Linked DNA regions of Mus musculus: region 1 is linked to region 2. Evidence: chromatin contacts called from public Hi-C data. All regions are on one chromosome and are shown on one strand. The core of a region is the stretch at or near the end of the contact, and the rest is flanking DNA. Distances in the headings are between cores, read along the strand shown.

The links. A called contact is a pair of places that touch in the nucleus more often than the background predicts.
Region 1: a contact with region 2 is called in a Hi-C map of the G1E-ER4 cell line, with 5 times the contacts expected there. The contact joins two enhancer-like sites. A contact is called at or near these places in 1 of 39 promoter capture datasets (the 3T3-L1 cell line), 26 of 484 Hi-C or Micro-C datasets (3T3-L1-derived adipocytes, the AML12 cell line, the G1E-ER4 cell line and 19 more), 3 of 115 datasets of contacts at active chromatin or transcription factors (astrocytes, cardiomyocytes and pancreatic cancer cells) and 1 of 9 other capture datasets (embryonic stem cells).

Annotation. Positions count from the first base shown.
Region 1 is chr2:103,342,955-103,350,540 of GRCm38.p6, forward strand. All of the region lies in intron 1 of A930006I01Rik (RIKEN cDNA A930006I01 gene), which reads right to left. Among named protein-coding and RNA genes, the nearest start is that of A930006I01Rik, 26 kb to the right of the region's middle. Within about 2 kb of position 4,592, at least 34 of the 459 cell types and tissues checked have an H3K27ac peak or open chromatin away from gene starts, as enhancers often do. A contact at or near this core is called in the G1E-ER4 cell line and pancreatic cancer cells, where this site is marked.
Region 2 is chr2:103,015,878-103,022,821 of GRCm38.p6, forward strand. It overlaps Pdhx (pyruvate dehydrogenase complex, component X), which reads right to left. Exons shown (of 11, transcript NM_175094.5): 11 at 5,178-6,392. The coding sequence ends at 6,134. Among named protein-coding and RNA genes, the nearest start is that of Pdhx, 54 kb to the right of the region's middle. Within about 2 kb of position 1,629, at least 18 of the 459 cell types and tissues checked have an H3K27ac peak or open chromatin away from gene starts, as enhancers often do. A contact at or near this core is called in the G1E-ER4 cell line and pancreatic cancer cells, where this site is marked.

The sequences.
Region 1 (7,586 bases), core at 3,342-5,841, 330 kb after region 2:
AGCCATGTTCTTATGTTCTCATGGTCCCCTCCACTCCTTCTGGCTCCAACAATCCTCCCTCTTCCCCCTCCCATGGAGTTCCCCTGAGCTCCACCTAATGCTTGGTTGCGGGTCTCTGCATCTGTTCTGAATCTTTTTTCTTATTTCGTTTACTTCTTTTAATTTTTTTTTTTTGAGATTAGAGTATAATACTGTTTCAGCCTTCCATTTCTTCACTCCAAACCCCTCCTTGCTGTCTCTCAAATTCATGGCCCCTTCTTTCATTAATTGTTGTTACAAATATATGAATACAACCAACTCATTCTGCCTAATGTTGTTCATGTATATGTATTCTTGTGAGACATTCTCTCACTGAACCTGAAAAACTCACCAACTGGCTACACTCGGTGGCCAGCATGTCCCCAGAAAGTCTCTGTCTCTATCTCCCCAGTGATGAGAAGGCCATCAGGGCAAGATCTTTACATGGATGCTGAAGATCTGAATGCAGATCCTGGATGCTTGTATGGCAAGCATTTGACCAGCTGAGACAAATCTAGCTCCCACCTCCTAAAAAGACTTTGAAAGCTCGTAACCACTTTCTTACATTCATACAGAGTTACCAAGATTCAAGGCAAGCCGTGACCTTCTAGAAGGCAAAGCAGAGTTGGAGGGCCTGCTCTACCGGCTGCGGCATCTTGCTGTTAAACTGTAGTGATTAAGACTGTCATTTTCATTCAGGGATAAATAAATGGAGACAGTCGTCACTCGTGTTTTCCAATAGCATCCTCCCCTTCCAGGCACATGGCAGCCAGCACATCACTGCCCTTTGCAGGTGGGTGGAGCTCCCTGACTGGTTATGACATATGAACTGTAAGAGGAAGGGAATGATGGATGATGTTTGCACGATGAGTCAGTGAAGCCCATGGACCATTTCCAGTCTGTAGCCTGCATGGAGAGCTCTCCCTACAGTGCTGACTCCACCTTGGAAAGGCCATGTGCCATGATACATCTCCTGGGATCTGCCAAGGGGAAAATTAGTTTATCCGTGAATTGTTGAGGTTCATTGTTACCTCGCAGAAAAGCATAGCCTCTTCCTTTATAGACAGCATGCAGATACCTCGCAGAAAAGCATAGCCTCTTCCTTTATAGACAGCATGCAGACAGACTGCTGGATCACAGCAGCAACCAGTGGAGAGATCCGCCCATGTGTGGCCAACAGAGTTTTCGAGAAAAGGTCAAACTGAGAAATGCTGGAGAGAACATGGCTTGGTTGTCACTGAAAATTCATTTGAAAAGGAAATAGAACTTGTTCCTTCTTCTATCTGCCATACACAGAGATCAGCTTGGAGGTGGATTATTAACATACACATTTTATAAAAGGGTTTAGGCAAATTCTTCACAACTCTGGGAAAAGATTTCCTAGGGGAGAGTTAAAAATCATTATCCAAAAAGGAAAAGTAGTGGTGTACATAATATTACATTCCACAAGAGAAAACCATTTTGATAAAAGGAAATGACAAAGTGAAGGCCAACATTCTAATGGTAGTTACATGCAGATGACTGGGTTTCAGGCTGTAGTATCTTCCTAATTTTGCCTAGCCTATTTTTTTCCCAGTCTTCCACAATAACAGGTCCCTTCTGTAATACAAAAGAAGAAAATGAGTTGTCAGCTCTCATTTGTGTTTATATCAAGAACAGGCAGCCTGAAGTTAAATGTGGAGAATGAGAACATTGCAGACCCTTCTACCTGATTACTGTCCTCATGGTAGAACCTCAGCCTGTGTGGCAGGTGCGTGGAGGAGGACTGAGTAGTATGCAGGTGGATCCAGCAATTACTATGACTCTCTCTGGCTTTTTTTACATCCTGGTACTAGCATATCATCAAGAAAGCCATACTTGGTTTTTCAAACCTATTATAGAATCATGGTTTCTCTTCTTGGAAAGAGGTGTCCTTAGGGAGTTTCCTTCTTTTATTCTCTTCTATTTCTGGTCCCTTTAAATATATATATATATATTTATTTTTTTACTACTCTGTGTGTGTGTGTGTGTGTGTGTTCATCCATAGATAAGATAAGGGTATATGATGTGCCATGACACAATTGTAGAGATCAGAGGACATTTTTGTGGACACTTTTTTTACGTGGGTCCTGGGGATTGAACTCGGGTTGCCAGACTTGTATAACAAGACTTCCAGGGTGGGCCTGTATAGCAACCGTCCTCATCATCCCCATTACTGTTTATTAGGCACGGCAGCCAGACAGTGTGGCCAACCAGGTACGTTGTGTACTTCATCTGTTTAGTGCTCTCAGCAACGTTGGGGCAGATATTGAATTTTCCCTCTTTTAAATATGAGGAAATAGAGACTCAGTAGACACTAGATAGTTTGCCCAAGGGTCATAATGTAAAAGAGGGTGGCGTGGATCTGGGAATCCAGTCTGTCGGACTGGAAATCTCGGTACTACTTGTGTACCAGTAACTTCGGCACTGGCAGCCGGTGACTAGTCATCTGCATCTCACATGCTTCCACTTCAATGTCATAGCCTTTTGTGGTAAAACAGGAACCTGGATTTTTGAAGCCCATTTTTAATCTGGCCTCTGTGTTCCTCGTTTCTGTTTTTGTTTCTAGTGCCAAGGGACCCCAGACCTTCACACATGCTAAGCAAGAACCCTTCCACCATGTTACACGCCTAGCCCATGGCATCTATTTCTTCATTTGAGACACTGTCTCCCACAAGATGGAGATGGAGTAGTCAGTCCTTACTGCCACATGCTAAGTCCTTTTGTATCAAGGTGACACTCAGACCCCAGAACAGGGTGGCCCTTTATACACAGACTACCTCTTTGTGCTATTGTCCTTTTGTCCCCTGAGATACCCACTCCTCCTGTGCTTGCCCCCAAACAGATCCAGCAGTGTCTTGCCTGTTGGTGCTGGCCTCTGTCTACAAGCAACTCTTTCGTCCCACACGTTCACGTTCTGAGTAGCCTGTAGGTGTGACTTGGAAGCCACCAAGTCTCCAAGCCCTGAGCCTGCTCACCACCCCTGGGCCACCATGTCACAATCGGAAAATGATAAGATGCTGACTGGTGCTCTGGTCCGAAACTCTGACAAGTGCCTCTGTCAGAGCCTACACATGGGAGAAAGTGTCATAAGCAACTTCATGGCAGGAATGCTAAAAGATCTGCTCTGGAGTTAGGCAAAGCAGGGTGTGATGTTGGCTCTGTGCCTTCCAGCTGTGTAACCGTAGGCGAGTTATTTACCTTCTCTGATTTACCCTATTGGACCTGTAACACAGACAGAGTAATAACTGAACCAAATTTGTCAGCAGATATCGGTAATCCAAGCACTGTGGAAACTGAGGCGGGGGGGGGGGGGGGCATTTCTCCTGTGTTCCAGGACAGCCTGAGCTGTATAGACAGACAGCTCCTGACTCAAAAAAATGGCAGTAGGATCTATTTCATGGTGTTGTTGGAATAATGTGGCTCTATGATACTAACTGATTAAAATGGAGACTGATCTACAAGAAGCACTAAATAAGTACTTATTATTATCATTATTAGCTGCAAAGCATCTACGGTGAGATGTGAGATTGCTTGGCGAGTTAATAAGCGATTACTTGGAATGACTTTTCTCCTCTACCGGATCACTTGGCTGCTGGATGGCTTTGAACATATTCATCTGCTATTGGAACCTCAACCACTGCAGCATGCCCGGGTTTGCATAGACACTGGCGCTTGGCAAGCTGGAGCCAGGAAGCTTAAGAAGCTATGCTAGCTCATCAAAGAGCATGAGACATTGGGAAAAGCCATTTAAAGTCAATTGGGCTGTTTACATGCAAAGAAACTTAGCAAGAAGACAGACTCCAGAGACCTTCCTTGCTCTGACCTCAGTTTCCCCATCTACAAGAGAAGGCTCCCATCGCACTGTCTCTCTCTGAATTCCTTGCCTGCAAAGGAGGTCCTTGATTCTGCCAGGACAGTCTTAACAGCCAGCCCTGGGCATGTGTCTGCAAGGCCAACTTCTGCAAGGCCAGGCGGCACTTGGCATGGGCCAGAGTTTTGCAGGGTTCTTCACACAAACCTTCCATCTAGGGCACATCTCCATGACCTCTGCAGCTTCCTAATACCCAACAGTTCCCATAGCTCCCTGATGACACTGTCTGCAGCCACTGAAGACATCTTCAATGAAGACCTCAGTCCTCACAAATATGCCTCCTTCCAGCAGGTGCCCTGTCTGTCTGCATCACTAACTTACCCAGAGTTTTCAGAAAGAACGTTCTTTGCTTCCCTATTGATATGGATATTATTTTGCACTTTAGGGGAGAACAAGTGTGTGTGTGTGTGTGTGTGTGTGTGTGTGTGTGTGTGTCTCTGTGTGTGTGTGTGTGTGTGTGTGTCTGTGTGTCTGTGTGTCTGTGTGTGTGTGTGTGTGTGTGTCTGTGTGTGTCTGTGTGTCTGTGTGTCTGTGTGTCTGTGTGTGTGTGTGTGTGTGGTTTGTCTGTGTTAAAACTTGGCATTTTTCCAAAGCAAAACCTTGCTTTAGGGTTAGGAAGACATTGCCATCTAGTGGCTGCATGCAGAAGTAACCAGACTGCAGCCAAAGAGTCCCTAAAGCTTGAATCCAACTCACTGACTTTCCCAATGTCAAGAGAGGGTTTTGGACTGTCGAGACTGGAACACACAGACCTACTGATCTCCCCGCCCCCAGCAGGGGAACCCCATCCCCTGGCCTAAAATGCTCCTTGGACTGAGGCTGGCAGGACCAGAATTGTTTCCATCCCTTGTGCCCCCTCCTGCTTTTTATCAGCATTGCGGGAGGCAGAAGAGAAAGATCAGCCATCTCTCCTGGCAACCGGCTAAAGGCTTTTCTGAGATAAGGAGGAGGCAGATAAGGAACCGGAGGGAGAGAGAAATCATTGATGGGGGAAGTGAAATGTCTTTCTTGTGTTCCCAGTCCAAGGATGGTGGCTCATGCTTTAACTCTAAAGCAAATAATGGAAGACACTTTCAGTTTGTGAAGCTTTTTTTTTTCTCTAAAATATCGATTTTGTCTCCCCCCCACCAGCCTAACTCATTGTACAAAATAATGGGTGTCATTAAGATGTTTTCAAACATGTATTAATGTGCTTTGGTCATTCACCTCCTGTGTTACCCTTCTCCTCTCTCCTAACCCCAGTCTTTCTCCCAATGGTAAGGATTAGGGATCTCAAAGAAGTAACTTCAGAAAGGAAAACCCATCACTTATGCAAAGTGTGACAATCCATTCTTGTGTAAATGGAGCCAGGAATCACAGACCTCCTTAGTTCCAACGCTTGTATTTGCATATAGCTTTGCAGTTCACTACACGCATTAATGTACTTAACATTCTTTAATCTTTACAAATACCCCCATGGACGGAATTATTAGTCATGAGCGACGAGGAAATAGAGCTTGGGAGACATTGAGCAATTTTCCTGAAGTCACACAGCTATCAATGGCAGCACTGGCTTCTCTTGCTGTCCGGACAACGTGCCAAGTGCTTCTGAGGAAACTATGGCTTCTCCCATAACTATGGCTTCTGGGGAGCAGCTAGAGAGTCTGTCACCCCGAGTTATCCCTGCCTGTCACCTACAGCCCCCCAGTCTCCCTGCAACCACTCCTACAGCTGTTTGCCTGACTGCCCAGCATGTTAGAAAACCCTATGACCCTGGCCATCATTTACAATTGGCTTAGAGACAACGCTCACATTTTTTGAGAGAGCAGCACAGCAGGGCACAGCATCACCCTTGCTTGGCGGTGATGGGGCCACCAGCCTGGATCTGTTGTACCGTTGGGAGAGCTTTCTGTGGACTTGTTCTGTCACCCCCTACCAGATAGTGCTTTGGTAAATGTCCTGATATCGATTCTCATATTCTCGTTCTAGTGTTTATAAATACCAGCTGTCCTCCTGATGCCCCACCCTCTGAACATCATGACCTGAAACCTGTACTCTCATGCTCTACTCTTCTGCATCCACCCTCCCTCTGTGAAGAAACAATTCAGCGTCTAAGTACCATCTCTAGGCTGATGATTCCCAAATGGAGACCCACAGCCCACCTCTCCCCCTATACACCACGCTCACAACGGCTTCTCCTGAGCATCTGCAACGTGACAGTTGGCATGTCCACACCCAAACTCATGACTGACCAACTGGTTCACAAGTTTTCCCATCCCAGTAAATGGTAATTCTACCCTCTTCCTCCCATACTCCAAATCACTACACTGGATTCATCCCTGAGTTCTTCCATCCCACCCAAGGCCAGCCTCTGAGAAGCTTGCCTGCCTCCGTAGCAAATTTAGAATATGCTTCTTCCCAGCTACCCTCCTGCAGACGATTCCAATAGCCTCTGACCTGGTCTCCCGTATGGCAGCTAGAGCCATATTTGGAAGATGTAACTCAGAGCAAAACACACCCTTGCTCAGACCTTGCAAGAGGCTCCTGTCCTGCTCTGTGATCTGGGCCACCTACTATGTTACCCTACCATCCAGACTGCCACCTTCTCTCACTAGAAATTTCAGGGACTAAAAACATGGATTTTGTTCATTACACGCAATAACCTATCGTTTATGCCAGGACTGGAGTACAGGAGGTACATGGGGGATCGTAACAAGACCTTTGACCTCAGCCTGGTTCATTCATCTACAGCACCTGTTCCGAGCCTGACCCAACTGCCTCCTTCTGCCCTTTCAGTCAGCAGTTCTTACTCAGTGCTCCATGGCCAAGACTTCCCATGAGCCCAGGGGCTTCTCTCTATCTCTCTCTACTCCCCAACTCCAGCACAAGCCGATCTATAGGTGTGCCCTCCACCCTTGCCTCCTCTCCAACACGAGATTTCCCAATGACCAGGACATCATCACATTGGCCGTTCTGCCCTTCCCCACCCTCCATGGTGCCAGGCAGCAGAGCCAACCAGGAACCCGGAACACCTGGCCTCGATGAGGCACCAGGTGTGCTCAGGTATCGGCCAAGTCCACAGGAGTTAGAAGCTGACAGTTCTAAGCTCCTGCCATGTGCCCCAGTCCCACCTCTAAGTGAACAGGAAGGAGAAACTAAAAGGAGAGGGGAAATGGGGAGCTTTTCAGAAGAAATGAGGAACATCGCTTGCAAGGGTGGGCTGGGTTTGCCTTGGAGAAGAGAACCCTCATTAGGGGAGAATAAGAATTCTAAAGACCTGCCCCCTCACACCTGCCATGTTATTGGGTAATTCAGTCTAATCCCTTTAGGTGAATGATAATTCATTACTAAAATACAAACAGGCCCTGGGTTAACAATCCTTTTCCAATAAGGGGCTGGACACTAATATTTGGGTTTACACCTGTATGGGGTCTTTACTTACAAAAACAGGGGGAGTTCAGATATTGGCCCCAGACTATAGTTTACTGAGCTTTATTTTAGAATTATTTTTAAGTGGTGGAGAAATATAAATACTGCTGTCTAAATTCCAATGTGTATTTGTGGCTAATCCACCAAAACCTGGGGAAATAGCCTCGTGGTCTTTGAAAACTTCCCTTTAGGTCAGCAAAGAAGTTACTCGCATCATTGACACTGTAGAGAGCTTTGTTCTCTCAGTTGCTTCCTACTTAGTAACAGA
Region 2 (6,944 bases), core at 379-2,878:
AAGGTTGGGTTAGAGTGGGGTCTTTCCACCTCAGTGAACCAACTACAGAAATGAGGCATATCCACGGAGCTGAGTCCCTCATTGAGACTCCCTTCCCAGATAATTCTAAACCATTTCAAGTTGACAAAATCATCACATCTACAATGGGATAGATCCGCAAACATTTTACCATTATGTCTTACTTCAAATTAATGACATTTCACTTCTCTGCATCACCACCAGTCACTCAGCCTTAAATTTACCCTTAAATTCTTCTGCCTGCTTTACAAATCTCAAGTGTCTTATCTGTCATTTCTCCTTTACAATAAACATGAGGCTAAACTTCAATGGAAGACAGCAAGATGACTGCAGAGTCCAGCTGCTGCATGACTCATTAGTAGAGAAAGTGATGCTGGTTCTGCAAAGCCCTGGAAGGCAACCCTCACTTGGCCTGGTAATCACCCACTAATGCTCTGCCCAATACACACACCATGTGCTCCAGGCCTCCTGCCCTCACCTGTGTCCTGGAGGACTGCTTACTTATTTGGTGGCTATGCATATATCTGGTCTGGGTAAGTCAATGAACTCTGTAATCTGCTATTAGCCCTTGACTAAGATTGGAGGCTAATGTAGTTATTCATATAGAAGACAGGAGCAACTGGGATTGAAACTAAGGTAACTATTTTTGAGTTCTGAACATGGAGCAGAATTCAAAACTAAAATGCTCTTTATTAAATTTATGTTTTAATTACTTTTCCTTCTGGAGACAGAACAGGATGGTACCTACTGTGAGACCCAGATTGGCCTGCAAGTCATGATCCTCTTGCCACCTCTTCCCGAATGCTGCATGCTATTCTGTCTGGATGAGTTTGTTTGCTGTTACTCTCCTCTTGTTGTCCAGGATGGTCTCTAATATGTGCACTCCAGTGATCTTCCCGCATCTGTTCCTCTGCAGCTGGGACCACACACAAGTACCATCGGCTTATCGATATATTTTATTCCTAGAGGCACCAAGCCCTAAATCAATGGTTCTCAAACTGTGGGTCATAGATCCTTTGGGGATCACAATTCAGATATCATGCATATCAGATATTTATATTATGATTCATAACAGTAGCAGGAGTAAAGTTATTAAATAGCAATGAAGTAACTTCATGGTTGGGGGTTGGTCACAACCTAATAAAATGTCGCAGCATTAGGAAGATTAAGAACTACCTCCTTAAATGTTTTACGCTTCAGTTTTATTAAGGCTGTCACTGGGAGTTATATGTAAGTCATGACTCTTGATTTTAGTACTTCACAGATGTATTTTTAATGGAAACAAACCAAAAATCCCTCAGTACCTCATGTGCAATCTAACCAGGACACAGAAAGGAACTACAAAGAAAATACGAGCCAAGTGTACATGTTTTTATTTGTATGTTGTACTTAAACTTTTTATAGGTCTCACTGTACATGAAGTGACATCGCTGAAGAACTTCAGTAGAACGAGCTCAGCCAATGTCCACCTGAGAATGTTGTGTGTAATGTTGTTAAAGCTTTGTACCACATGGATATAGGCTCAATCCCAGATGCAGCTCTTAGAGCTTAGCTCAGTTCATGTAGTCTCTGAGTCTGTACACGTTATCTAAGACTATAAAGGAGGGCTGCTATAAAGCAAGATACACCTCCCACACAGAACTGAAGAGATGATGTAAGATAAGCAGTTGCCACACAGAGGATCTTTCCCCTCCTCCATAGATAAGAATTATTAAGACACAGGATAAGCTTACTGCCAAAAGCCTAGTAATTTTAAACTAGGCTGACACTAGGCAGAAAATACTCCTCCTGATGAGCAAGCATGCAGATTAAATGAATTCTTAGAAAAGGATGTTCCCACAGAGCAGAAGCTAAGGCACTGGGAGGGGTGATCATCTACCAAGCTCTATCCTGTAGCTTCCTGATAAGTAGTATTCTCTGCCAAGCGGACTGAGGGGCCACGGATAGAAAGTAAGTGGGGCCAAGAGGTGGTGGTGCACACCTTTAATCCCAGCACTAGGGAGGCAGAGGTAGGTAGATCTGAGTTTGAGGTCTGCCTGGTCTACAAAGGGAGTTCCTGGATAACCAGGGCTACATACATTGAGACCCTATACAAAGTTTAAGTGTAACATACACATAAAAACTTAACCTTGTGTCCAGTTTATGCTTTATAAAGGCTTGACTAATGTGTATCTCATTTGGCCACAACAGACAAATCTTTAAAGATCTACTTGTCTGTGACAAGAATAACTATGAATCTCATAAAGAAAAAAATTTAAATACATTTAGATGAGAAAATCTTGACTGATCGTCCTAATGTTCTCTCAACTTTTAACAGAAACCTATATTTCCCTTAAACTTATGTCCTTGGTGGTATAGTTTAAATCAAGGAGCATTGACAATACTCACTTTCTCAGAAAGAAAAAGGTGGCTCAGAGTTGGAAAATCAGGGAAGTGACTTCTAATTTGTGAAAATAAACTATATGATCAAAGACACAAACTAACAGTAACTTTCCAAAGTTCATCTGCAAACGACTTTAGCAAATTTCAATTAAGGGTGCTTAAGAAATGGTTCAGTGGTTAGCTGCTCTTGCAAAGGTCCCAAGATCAGTTCTCAGCACTCACATGGCTGCTCACAAGTGCCCGAAACTCCAGTTCCAGGCAATCCAATGGCCTTTTCTGGCCTCTGTGGGCACCAAATATGTTTATCTAAACTATTTTTAATTAAAGAGGCTCCTCATTGTTCTATAACTTAGAAGATAAACTACTTTGTTCCAATTGCCTCCTTCCAAAACCAATGCAGATGCCAGAAAGGCAAATAACCATGCAGAACTATTCAAAATGTCTTTATGAGACGATCACTCTTTTATTTACAAGTTTAGATGTGTCCTGAAACCATGCTACTTGCTGTATCACATATAAGCACCTCACTCCTCTTCAAGTGGCAATAGTGAGCCTCCAGAAACTGTCCTGGAGGGAATTCCACTCATCTTATGGCGCTGTCTCGAAAGCACACGCCTACCTTGCATTCACAACACACATACAGCAGCCTGGCATGGAGGACACACTTCCTTGTCCTTCTTCATTAAAAGCCCTGAGGTAATGGCGATCCAGAGTCAGTCATACTTCAGTTAGTATAAACCCTGCAGCTGTTTCCTGCTGCCCCACATCCTTTGTTGTAACCCACTTGGAATCATGGCCAGATTAATTTTAAAGTCTTTCTGTATTGTTACTCCCTTCTAAAAATCCAGTGCTTCCCATTCATAGCACTTGTTTCAAGTGTAATTTTTAATCTGCATAAGTTCATTTCTTCACTTTGCGAAGGGAGCCCGCGTCCATCATGACACAACCTTGTCATGAGAACAGAATGTCTTTGAAAGCTGAGACCGAAAGCCATGCAGTTTCTCTATTTGGATGACAATATATTAACTCATAGCACCACCTACCTTTCAAAGTAGGGAAACAAGGCTTCTTTTCCAGAACTTATGTTTTGCTTAAACAATTACTGGTAAAGGTAGGTTCAGAGTGCAAATAAGTAAAAAACAAAAGAAAAAGAAAAAGTTCCATTCGATATTATGTGAACACTCTTAACAGTATTTATAAATTACTTGGCAATGTTTCATTCAAGTCTGGTCAGCAGCACCCAGACATTTTTAATGTGACAGAAAATAGTGGACAAACTCATTTTTAGCTACTAAGTAGGAAGTGTAGTTAAAGAAACCAGCCCATTCTGACTAACAGAGGTAACTGTTCATTAATACTTCCATGACTAATGGTTAAACACTAAGATGAATGATGCTTTTCCCTCATAATTCATGCTTAGGTTGTTTTCCTTGTCTCAGTATATTTGCCTGTTATAAACAGAGTGTGGTGGTGGACAGTCTTGCTGATGCACACATGGCTCACACCATGTATCCACACTCCTTCAAATCAAGATCATTCCTTGACCTCATGCTGCAATAGGATTATTTCCATAAATGACAATTTGCTTACAGGAATCTAATTGCTAGAGATGCTAGAGGAATTATTTTTGATCAAACGGGGAAAGCTTCTACACTGCTTATTAACTATCACAGAAACCATGAGAGGGAGGCAACTAGGTTTGTGTTGCCCACGAACTGAAATAAATGGCTTCAGATAAACAGTGCCTCTGTCCAAGCTGGATGGGGACCAACCTCCTTTGTAGCTACAGGAAATGGAGGCATTATTGCTAGTGATACCGGCCCACAGAAGACAGAGCGCAAGCAAAGAGCTACTTATGGCTGTCTCATGTTCAAGTCCTCAGATGTCAAAATTAGAAAAGGGGGCTGAGGAGAGGGTTCAGTGGGTAAAAGCACTCGTCATGCAAACCTAACACCCTGAAAGACAGACACCATGACCCTACCTGTTCTTACAGGCAGATGGAGGCAGAGACAAGACAATTACCAGGAGCTAGCCTGGTGTACACAGCAGTGAGCAAGAGATCATACATCAAACAAGGTGGAAAGCAAGAATCCAAGGTTGTTTTCTGCCTTACACACCTGGGAACATGTGTCTATATCCACATCCACACAACACACACTCACACAGTATTAAAAACATTTCAGCCACACTGAACTTGAAAGTAGTGCAAGTGTAAAAGCTATTTTGAAAACGGTGCTTGGTAATAATTTTAAGTTAATCTGACAAAAGTTTGAAGAGTCCATTTTAAAATGGCTTGTTAAAACCGAATAACTGAATTAAATATTTTTCTTAACAAGAGATATACTGGGGCACTAATTATTTCTGAAGGCTCCTTTGTTAGGGCTATAGTTCATCATGTCATACTCAATACAACTTGTACCATGGAGTCTTTTTTCTGGTGATTTATGTCAACTGACACTAAGGAGAAACTTTCTGCAACTGGTGAATTAAATTACCATTCATTACCATCTCATTTAAATATCGTTATCTTGCCAGAGCTGCCAACAGAAAGAAGCAGTTCTAATGTTACTGATAATGAGGGACAATTTGGCTCAGCTGATGGAGTAGATGAGCACTACTTCCCATCTGTTCTCCTTCCTAGGTCTCCTCTCTTGTGAAACAGGATCTCACTCTGTAGCTCTGGCTAGTCTTGAACTCATGGGAACCCTGCCTTAGTCTTCCAAGTACTAAGATTATAGGCGCAAACCACCATGGTGAGCTTGTTTGCCACTCTTCTATTTTGCATGTCATATCAAAGTAGACTAGAATTTTTTTATTTTCTTACATTTGACTGTACAATACAAACTTGATTACAATGCTTCAGCAAACAATACTGTATTTAAAACAATACAAATTTACAATGTATGCTAAGAGAATTTATTTCATTAGATTCCAACTGAGCATGAAAGCTCGCTGCTCAATTTGAGATCAACTGCAGCTTTTCCAGTAAAACACTCTCCCTGCCTCTGTGAGACAGGGCCTCACCGCGTAGCCCAGCTAGCCTCAAAGCGGGCCTCCTTTCTCAATCTCTCTCAAAGGCTGAGGTTATAGGTACAAACCCAGCTGCTCCCCCAACTTTATAAGGTCAGGTCTCTGAACAAACGACTCTTTAGTTTTTCTTCCTCTGTCTTCATTCCTATTGTATCCTTAGAGCTTCACAGTGTCAAAGTTAAAAGACTGGAAATATATCTAGCTAAGACACCTGGCTTTATATACACAAAAGTTTAATAATGTTGTCACAACCCCTAATAAAATGTACTTATATACTAATCCAGAGCAAACTAACTGTACATATTAAATTGTTCAAGTATATCAAGAGCTTATAAAAAATGAGAGGCCCCAATATAGACAGACATCTCTTTGAAGCCCAGTTATAACGTCAATATGATTAAGGGACAGTTCTATATATTTTTTTAATTTTACAATATCATACATTCACAATTATTCCAAAATTTCAAATGAACCAAACATAGGATGTAGTTTACATTAGTTTAATGCCTTCTGTACAGCACCAGAGGTTAAAAGTGGATCTGACCAACCAAATGTTCTTTATTAGTCCGTTTGTCATCACACATTTCTACAGTACATGTACAGGGGAGAGGAAGACAGCTCAGGTCAAAGCTTTCGCCTTAAATAAATACGCACTTCATCTACTCCATACTGAACACCCAATCAAGCGCCTGGTCTCTGAAGGCTACCCAAGTCGCATGGGATTCTCTAGGTTTGCTTTGAAAGTTTCAAGAAACCTGGTAGCTAGTTCATCATCAACCACTCGGCTGTCACTTGACATTGTGACCGTTATAAGCTGGTGCTGCTGCAGTTGAGGGTTCCCCTCTTCATCCTCCGTCAGCTTCAGCACGGGGCGGAATCTCCCAACGGCCAAGATACAGGCCTGAGGCGGGTTAATCACTGCAGCGAACTCATCGATGCCAAACATCCCCAAGTTGGAAATACTAGAGGGGAGAGAAAAACACTGCTGAAGGCGGCGTGGTCCGAATTAGGTATACGGACTTTATTACTGAACCTTATGCTATGCCACTCAAAGGCCAAAGAACATGTCTGTCAGCACACATACATATATAAATATCCTAACTATTATCAAACAGGGAGTACTCAACTGGAGGTCCTCGTCAGTGACATATGGCCAGAAAGGAAATGGAAGGCGTGACTAGTGAGGACAGAAATGCAGCTCTTAGGGTTTACAGATGAACTCATGATGAAATACTACTGTTCTGCACAGAAACTCAGTAAGTGAACTTATGTTGCCAGGTAAAAGGTTAAGATAATTATATTTTATTTATTAACATTTAACTATGAAACCTGAAAATAGTATCATTTAGCATAATGCCAAAAGACAGATACTAGGTAGGAGAATTAAAGAAAATCTATGACTGCTATGAAGGTATAAAACAAATGAAAGAAGCCGAAGCCCTCAGAAACATTTAACAACAGCCGAGTTGCCAAACTGAATGCAGAATCCCAATCAAAATCTAAGTGAAGCATAA